2 separate regions of the Sus scrofa genome follow, and region 1 is linked to region 2. Evidence: chromatin contacts called from public HiChIP or PLAC-seq data. All regions are on one chromosome and are shown on one strand. The core of a region is the stretch at or near the end of the contact, and the rest is flanking DNA. Distances in the headings are between cores, read along the strand shown.

Evidence for each region. HiChIP or PLAC-seq counts read pairs in DNA pulled down with a chosen protein or histone mark.
Region 1: an H3K27ac HiChIP or PLAC-seq map of alveolar macrophages shows a contact between it and region 2. The contact joins the promoter of AZIN2 here to the enhancer-like site in region 2. A contact is called at or near these places in 6 of 47 Hi-C or Micro-C datasets (alveolar macrophages, embryonic fibroblasts, mesenteric adipose tissue and 3 more) and 1 of 2 datasets of contacts at active chromatin or transcription factors (alveolar macrophages).

Annotation. Positions count from the first base shown.
Region 1 is chr6:89,345,023-89,349,816 of Sscrofa11.1, reverse strand. It overlaps AZIN2 (antizyme inhibitor 2), which reads right to left and starts at 2,957. Exons shown (of 11, transcript NM_001123193.2): 1 at 2,781-2,957; 2 at 833-1,006. The coding sequence starts at 2,885.
Region 2 is chr6:89,034,789-89,039,175 of Sscrofa11.1, reverse strand. No RefSeq gene overlaps it. Among named protein-coding and RNA genes, the nearest start is that of SYNC, 11 kb to the right of the region's middle. Within about 2 kb of position 2,670, at least 50 of the 83 cell types and tissues checked have an H3K27ac peak or open chromatin away from gene starts, as enhancers often do. A contact at or near this core is called in alveolar macrophages, where this site is marked.

The sequences.
Region 1 (4,794 bases), core at 1,708-4,207, 310 kb before region 2:
AGTGCGGGAGTTTCAGAGAATGAGAGTAAATAAGCAAAGTAAGAGAGCAGGAGGGTATTAAGACAACAGTGTCCATCAAATTAGAAATGCAGAACTGGCAACAACAAAACTCTAAAAGGATTAGTTAAGAAAATGTACAGTCACTTATTAAGATTATAAAAGAAAAAACAAAACCAATGATTAAAAAAGCTGGTTTGGTTTGGTTTGGTTTTAATTGGAAGCATACCACGTATAGTCCTGTGCTGAGAAATCTGCAAATCCAAAATTAAAAAGGTGACCCACCTACCAAGGGACACACGTGCTGAGAAGTCTGCAAATCCATTAAAAAGGTGACCCAGAGTTCCCGTCATGGCGCAGTGGTTAACGAATCCAACTAGGAACCATGAGGTTGCAGGTTTGATCCCTGGCCTTGCTTAGTGGGTTAACAATCCAGCGTTGCCGTGAGCTGTGGTATAGGTCGCAGATGCTGCTGGGATCCCACATTGCTGTGGCTCTGGCATAGGCCAGCAGCAACAGCTCCAATTAGACCCCTAGTCTGGGAACCTCCATATGCCGTGGGAGTGGCCCTAGAAAAGTCAAAAAGACAAAAAAAAAAAGTGACCCACCTACCAAGGGATGAACATGGTTCTGATTTGGAACGTCAAGGCTGGCAAATTCTAAGCTTGTTTCTCCCTCCCTCATCCCTTAAACCCCTCTCACATGGGTGGCCCTTCCCAGGAGGGCAGGGGCCAATTACAGGTCCCTCTGCTTCAGGTCCACCCACAGCAGCCAGGCCACGTGTGTGTTCAGTAGGCAGCGAGGGTCAGTGCACCAGTGGGGGGCAGGGGCTCACCTTATTGGCACAGCTGAAGCCCAGCCCCAGCTCAGCCAGGACCTTCAGCACGCCTGGGCTGCTGTTGCACTTGACAGCGTAAAAGGGTCGGACTCGTGGCAGGCACTTCAGAAAGTAGAAGTGCTTCCTCACTACAGCACCCAGGTCGGCCAAGAAGAAGGCAGCAACCTTGTCCTGTACAACAACAAGGGTGAATATGAGACCCCACCCAAGGACCTCCCAAGCCTCCTGCCTTAAAGTTCTCTGGGGCTCCCTCCCCAAGCCTACAGTACATCCCAGGCTCTGCCATCCAGCTCCAGCTCCTCCCCTCAGGGCAGCTCAAACTCCAGCTCTATCCTAGCCTTCATTCCCACCTGCCGTCCATGTAGAATACCCTTCCCCCACAACTGTCTGGCAAATTCCTAATCTACCTTCAAGATTTAGCTGAAACCCTGCTTTTTCCCAAACCAATAAGGCAACTCTGCCTTTAATGCTCTCATTGCATTTTGTACATACTTCCAAAGTAACAGAGCTGTGTATACATACATGCCTCCTCCAGAAAAACATTAATTCCTTGAAGACCAAAGCTAGAGCCTACAGTCACTGGCTTTCAATGAAGTCTTGAGGTAGTCCCACTGCCATGGCACCCATGCCCTTGGACAACTGGCTGTGGAGGGCTGAACATGTGTGTGGCCATGGGTGAGACCACATGACTTAACCCTTTCCTGGGATGCAGTTTCCCTTCTATGCAACACTTTTTTTACTGATGCCCACTTGGTGTCTGACTAAGTGTACTTATCAAGTATGCTAAGTAAGGTACAGAAAAGACCAGACAGGGCTCTAGTTCTGAAAGGGCTTCGGTCTGGATGAGAACTAACCCTTTAAGCAATTACAAGCCCATTCAGTAAATACTAAACAGGAGTTTCTACAAAATGCAGTGGGGGCTATGGAGGAGGAAAATACAAAATCTGCCTGGGGTAATCAGGAAAAGGTGACCCAGATGAGTAATAAGCAATGAATGAAAGTAGGTAAGAAAGAGAGGCTGGGAGATGGGTGTTCCAGGGAGAAGCCTGGGCAAAGGAGTGATGGTGGAGCACGTGGAATCACTGGAAAATATGAGTAGACTGGCCCAGCTCTGATGGAAGATAATATATACTGTGGGAAAAGTCAGACATGGGGCTATGAAGGCAGAGGGTTCTGACTTGGATCCTGTCGGCAGAGGGAAACTGCCGAAGAATTCTGATTATTATTATTATTTTTATTTTATTTTTTAAATTTATTTCATTTTATTTTTTTGCCTCTTAGGGCCGAACCTGTGGCATATGGAAGTTCCCAGGCTAGGGGTCAAATCAGAGTTGTAGCTGCTGCCATACGTATGCCACAGCCACAGCAATGCCAGATCCAAGCTGCATCTGCAACCCAGAGCACAGCTCACAGCAACACCGGAACCTTAACCCACTGAGCGAGGCCAGGGATAGAACCGGCGTCCTCATGGATACTAGTTGGGTTCTTAACCCACTAAGCCACAATGGGAACTCCCAAGAATTCTGATTTTGAGCAGAGCTATGATAAAGTTGAAAGGAGTGAAGTGAGGGAAAGAAAAGATTAGGGAGCCTTTAGAGATATGAGGCCTAAACTACCAAGTGAAATTCCAGAAGCGCACATGGCAGGGTAATTTAAGGAGGCCGAATCCACAGAGCTTAGTGGTGCCCAGCTGTGGGAGGGGGATGTAAGGACTCCCAGGTTCCTGACTTAGAGGGCTGGGCAGGTGATGGTGGTGTGTTTATGAAGGCGGGGGACACAGGAGGGGCAGGTTTAGGGGCAAGGACCAGGAATTTGGAGATAAAATGAGCCTCTCGCAAATACCAAGGACTGAATACCAAATAAGTGAAAGAAGATGAGGGCCCTAAGGGGCAGCTGGGCCTGCTGGGGGAACAGAGGGCCCACCCCCCCACTCCCAGACCCTCACCGTGGTGGCCTGTGAGGCCCCCAGAGTGAGCTCCTCCAGCAGGTCTCGGGTGCTGAAGCCCTCCTCCACCATCACAAAGTCCGTTTCACTCAGGTAGCCAGCCATGCCGAGGAGGAGGAGCCGGTGGGCTGGATGGAGCTGCCGATGCCTCCGGCCGCCTTAGAAAGTATGCAACACACTGCGGGGGAGAGTGAGGGGGCCGCTGGGGGCCTGGCCTTGGCTGCGCCCCTCACCTCCCCAGGCCAGGGCGCCTCGTCCTGTCACACCCTGCCCTCAGCACAAGCCTGGGGAGCTTAGGTTAGCTGGGACGAGTAAGAATCCTGGACCGGGACAAGGCATTATCTGTCTAGATGTCATTGCCTCTCTGAGCCTCAGTCCCCCATCTGTAAAATGGACGAATTGTTTTGGTGATCTTTTCCAGTTCTGAAATTCGAGTTTTAGTAAAAGGGAAAGAAAGAGAGAGAAAGGAGCAGGAAAGCCGAGTAGGTAAATTTCCAGGTGCCTCCCGCCATCCTGACCACGCCCACCTGAAGTGGCTGCGCTTGGCCCCACCTAGGAGTCTCCACTCGAGAACTGAGGTTAGGGTCTGCTCTCTTGCCGCGTGACCTTGGGTACGCCTCGTTCCCTCTCGGAGCCTCAGTTTCACCGTTTCGAAATGGGGGTCGGGCTGGTCCTGACATGCTAGTATTCTAAGCGTGCATGGGGGTTCCACCTGGTGGGTGGGGGTCCCGGGCTCCCAGGCAAGAACCCAAGGCTGAAATTCTGCCCAGGTGAGCCTTCCTGAGTGCAGGGCCGAGGTCCCGCCCTCCGAGGTCCGCTTACCAAGCCCCGTCCTCCTTCGCGGGGGCCAGAACCAGGCGCGCTGCTAGGGGGGGTCACCGGTAACCTCGAAACTTGTGCAACACCCCGAGAAGGAGTGGCAGTTGCGGAGCCGAGGCCCCTGCTGAGAGGAGGCAAGAGGGGCCGGGGAGCAGGTCAGCACTGGAGCCGCGAGCGCCCGCTCCCCAGGCTCCCCGAGCCACTCCCCGCACTCGCCTTAAAACGCATTTACACGGCTTCGGCCCATAGGTCTCCCCAGCGAGTGAATCGGATCCTCTGCGCCTCCGCTCGCTCGCTCCCCCAGGCTCGGGCCCCGCGGCCTGCGCCCCGCCCGCCCAGCAGCCACTGACCCCACGCCCCGCCTTCTGCCCGCAGCCCGCTTATATAAGCCCCGCCCAGACCCCGCCCCTGGCATCCAGGCCCCGCCTCTGCTCGGCCACCCTCCGTAGCCTTGGCAACTGGGTGCCGGCATCCCATTGGTCGATTCCGACATAAAGCCTTCAGCTCCGGGGTCCGCTCCGGAAGGCTGATCCTCAATCCTGCCGAGCCCCCTCCACCGCTATCCTACACTGGGAAGTCAGAACTGCAGCGCCGCCAGCTCAGAATCCGACCATCTACACGGTGGGACCCTTAGCTTCTAAATCTTGGATCTTAGAGTAAGGAGGAAGCCAAGGAGGTTTCCTGTTTGCTTCCGCCTTTTCTGGGACTACCTCAGCTTCACGGTGCCTCTCCTCTCTAAACCGGTAAACTGCCCACTCCTCCCTGGAAGCCGAGGTCAAATGATATTTCCTTGTATTACCTTCCTAATAAAATCCTTTTTATTTGACTATTCCAGCATCTTCTTTGATTCCTCCAACTCAAAACCCAGATGAAATGGTCTCAGAATTCCTTCTTGTGACTTTCCCAGCTCGGGGCAACCCCTCCCTCCATCCTACCTTCTGAATCTGGCAAACTCCTACTCCTCAAATAAAATGTGTCTCCTTCTCCGAGAAGCGTTCTCTGACTTCCTTAACTCAAATCATTTCTTATCTTTTACATCTCATGAACTCCTGCTCCTGCACATCCATCAAAGTCCAATATGTCACCTCCTCTGATGAGCCTCCCATGACTTTCCTAGCCTGGAGGAGCGGTGGAACTCTCAACACTTATATTTGTATGGACTCTTCACTCTTCTGGCTTTTGTCACCCATGGTGT
Region 2 (4,387 bases), core at 1,421-3,920:
GGACCCAAATGTCATTTCCCTTTCTCCTTCCCAGAGCCCTGGGCCGGGGCCATTGGTGAGGCTGGAAGAGGGCAGAGGTCCTACCCTGAGCTGTAGGGGTCATGGGATCAAATGTACAGTGGGACCTGCAGAGGGTCAGTGCAGTGATTTGAGCCCGTGTTGTCATTTGTCAAGTGGGGGTACAACATGCTTAGCTAACATTAGGGCTCCTTCTCAGGTCACAGAAGGCCACATGGAGGAAGTGACTGAGACTCCCTATGGGTGGGAAGGAGGCAAACTGGACAAGAGAGGGACTGAACTTTACGGCAGGAGGCTGGTGGGGGGCAGGGATGGCAGGGAGGTGAGTCACCAGGAAGGGGGGGGCACAGGGGCTGGGCTTTTCTGAAGGGTCAGGGCTCAGTGAGAAGAGGCTGCTCAGTGTGGACTCACAGAGGCTCAGCCCTACTCTGAGAGGACTCTGGCAGCCACACACAGAGCCACACACACCCTTGTCCACATGGTCACACAGTGGCACCCTGGAAACACACAAACACATTCACATACTCCTGTGCACTCAGTACATTCACAGAGTCAAACACAGACAAAAAGACACACACCGAGACATTCAGACATTCACAAAGCCAACTACACGTTTTTTTGTTTGTTTGTTTGTTTTGTTTTTTTGTTTTTTTTGCTTTTTAGGGCCACACCCACAGCATATGGAAGTTCCCAGGCTAGGGGTCGAATCAGAGCTGTAGTTACCGGCCTACACCACAGCCACAGCAACACCAGATTCGAGCTGAGTCTGCGACCTACACCACAGCTCACCGCAATGCCGGATCCTTGACCCACTGAGCGAGGCCAGGGATGGAACCACATCCTCGTGGATACTAGTCAGATTGTTTCCACTGGGCCACAGCAGGAACTCCCACTCTTCGTTTTTTACCTTCACATATATCCGCACAAAGGCGCACCTGCAGACACATTCACACAAGCTCCTGTCCACAACATCCGCACAGAATAAAGGGCAAACACAAAGACACACACACTTGTACACGCAAGTGCATTCACACAGATACCAAAAGGAACATACATCAGGCCCAAGCATACCTACTCCTGCACACCCAGGGCCGTCGGCGCAGACACAGGGGCTCACAAAGATGCGCTCAGGGGCGCTCATGCATTCTTGAACACGATGAGCACATCCTACGTCAAAGCCACACACTTGTGTACACACTCCTGTATGCTTTGGAGCACACACAGACGTCGGTCAGGTACAGCACGGTCAGGGACACCCCCACACACACACAGTCCCTCACCGCCCCCAGCAACCATCCCCCTCCTCTCCTGCCAACTAGGCTCAGCTCTCTCTCTCCACCCACTTCCCACCGTCCTCTGGGGCCTCTGGGGCCTCCCTCCGGAGCTGGGGGAGGGGAGGGGAGGGGGCGGGGCTCGCCCTGCTGATGTGGCAACTCCGCTCACCTGCCGCTGGCCGCGCCCTCCACCGAGAAGGGCTTAAAGGAGCAGGAATCCTGGCCGCTGTCCCCCACCAGGTCTCTGTCCTTGTTTCTCTGATGGGGAAAGTGAGGCCCAGCTTGGGGGTCAGATGATGAGAAGCCAGGACTCCAGTGCCAGGAGCAGAGTCGGGGGCGGATACTGGTGCTGGGAACAAGGAAGAGTGGGTTCCAGACCCAGGCCCGCCTCCTGCCTGCCTTGGCTGGCTGCCTGTGGAACCTGCTTCTCCTCACTGTTCCTAATCTCCCTACCAGGCACTCCCATCCCCTGGCAGTACCTGTCTCTGTAGGTAGCCCCACAGGCCCAAGCCAGAAGCGCGCGCGCGCGCGCGCGCGCACACACACACACACACACACACACACACACGCATGCGCACGCACGCAAGCGGGCACTGCACCCTGTCAACTCTCCTCAGCATTCTTCAAACCTGGATGGGACGGAGGCAGCCTGTGCAATGGGGAGCCCAGCTCACCTACTTCCCAGCTATGACTTAAGGCGAGTCACGGCCATTCTCTGAGCTAGAAATGCTAGAAATGGGGTGATGATTACACCTGCCTCTCAGGATTGCACTGGTGAGAGACTTATGCAAGATAACAGAGGTAGAGGCTGCAGGGCCAGGGCCCAGGGACTCAGGACAGGCTTGGTGAATGAACCAAAGACACCGAGGGATTTGCTAGATACCTTGAGTTGGGCCAGGTTCCCCACTGCTTACCTACCTGATCCCATTCCAAGTTGCTCTCCGGGGAGCCATCCGGAAGCTCATTCATTCCTCTCAAGAACTATATTAAGGTTCCCACTTTCTAACTGATGAAGCAGGCTCTGAGCGGCCCAAGGCTACGGGTACGGAGCAGAACTGGAGAGTGAGCGGACTGGATTAGAACACAGCCTGAGACGAAGCCTGGCTCCTTCCCTCGAGTCCCACAGCCTCCCAGCACGCGAGACGCCTTTCAAATCGGTAACAGCTGGTTACCGCTGGATCTGGAGCTATTGCTGTTATTATTGTTCATTATTATCACTGTTCTGCGGAATAACATGCTCGATTCATCTCGGGCCGGGGCCTCCCCGCCGCCGGGGCGTCCTCGGTTCACGAAAACTGTGTCCAGATGACCCCGCGCGGCCACAGTGGGAACAACAACTCCCGGGGCGCCCGGGATAGTGTAGCGGCGCCCCTGGAGGCAGTTCTCGGCACTGCCACCAGAGCCCGACTGCGAGCGTGGTGTCCTCTGCATGGGTCAGCAGAGGTGCAGGCCACCGGCCCCCAAACAGCAGTCCCAGAGGGCAGGGAGGAATGAGGAAGTAAAGGGAATACCTCTAATCAAGTGACTCTTGTATCCTGGGCAAGGTGCTGGGTGTTTCCTCCACAGTTTCCCATTTCAAGGTGCTGGGTGTTTCCTCCACAGTGTCCCATTTAACGCCCACCCAGGGATTCCAGCGGTGGCATAGCGGTAATGAACCCAATTAGCATCCATGAAGACACAGGTTCCATCTCTGGCCTTGCTCAGTGAGTTGAGGATCCTGCGTTGCCTTAACTGTGGTGTAGGTTGAAGATGTGGCTTGGATCGGTGTTGCTGTGGCTGTGTTGTAGGCTGGCAGCTATAGCTCTGATTTAACCCCTAGCTTGGGACCCTCCATATGCCACATGTGCAGCCCTAAAAAGACAAAGAACAAAAACAAACAAACAAAAAAATGAGTTCCTGTTGTGACACAGTGGAAACAAATCAGACTAGGAATCATGAGGTTGCAGGTTCAATCCCTGGCCTTGCTCAGTGGGTTAAGGATCCCACACTGCCATGAGCTGTGGTATAGGTTGCAGACACAGCTCAGATCCTGCGTGGCTGTGGCAAAGGCTGGCAGCTGTAGCTCCGATTAGACCCCCTAGCCTAGGAACCGCCATATGCTACAGGTGTGGCCCTAAAAAAAGCAAAAAAAACAAAAAAACAAAGGAAAACAAAACATAACACCCACACAACCTAATTTCCTGGAAGTGGAACTAAGGTTTTGAAGTCCAACTCTGCCCAAGTGTGTGGCCACACCAGGGACCCCTCTGGAGTAAGTCGGAGGAGGAAAAGGCCACCAGCCCCTCTAGACTACAAGCCTCTGGAGGTCAGGCATAATGACAACGATGCTGATAAAAAATAATTTGGTCATAGAGTTCTCTCGTGGCACTGCCGGTTAAGGATCCAGCATTGTCACTGCAGCAGCCTGAGTGGCTGCTGTGGCATAGGTTTGATCCCTGGTCCCGGAACTTCCACATGCTGCAGGCATAGACAAAAATAATAATTTATAATTTTTTAAATAAAAATAATTGCACAACGTTGTAAATCAACTATACTTTAATTTAAAAAAAGAAGAAGAGGGAGTTGTGTCATGGCTCAATGGAAAGGAACCCAACTATCCATATGGACTCGGTTCACTCCTTGGCTTCCCTCAGTGGGTTAATGACCCTTCGTTGCCATGAGCTGTGGTGTAGGTCACAGATGCGGCTCAGATCTGGTGTTGGCCAGCAGCTGTAGCTCCAATTCGACCCCTAGCCTGGGAATTTCCATATGCAGCCCTAAAAAGAAAAAAATAAAATAATAACAATAAATCAAAATTTAAAAAGAAAAATAATTATTATTGTCTCTTGGCCACTCACATTACATGAGGTACTCGACTAAATGCCTTTTGTGTTCTCAGTTTGTCCTCACAGCAAACCCACGAAGTCAAAAGTGTTATCTGATTTTACAGAGAAGAAAATTTCTGTGAGGCAAGAATAATTTTCCTAAGCTCACACAGTGATTAAGTGCAGAGGCAAGTTATAGGCTCCAGTCTGCTGCCTCCAAAGCTTGGCTATGTATGTACCTGGCTCCCTTGAAGCAGTGGGCAGGAGGGCCCCGCTAGGGCATCTCTCACC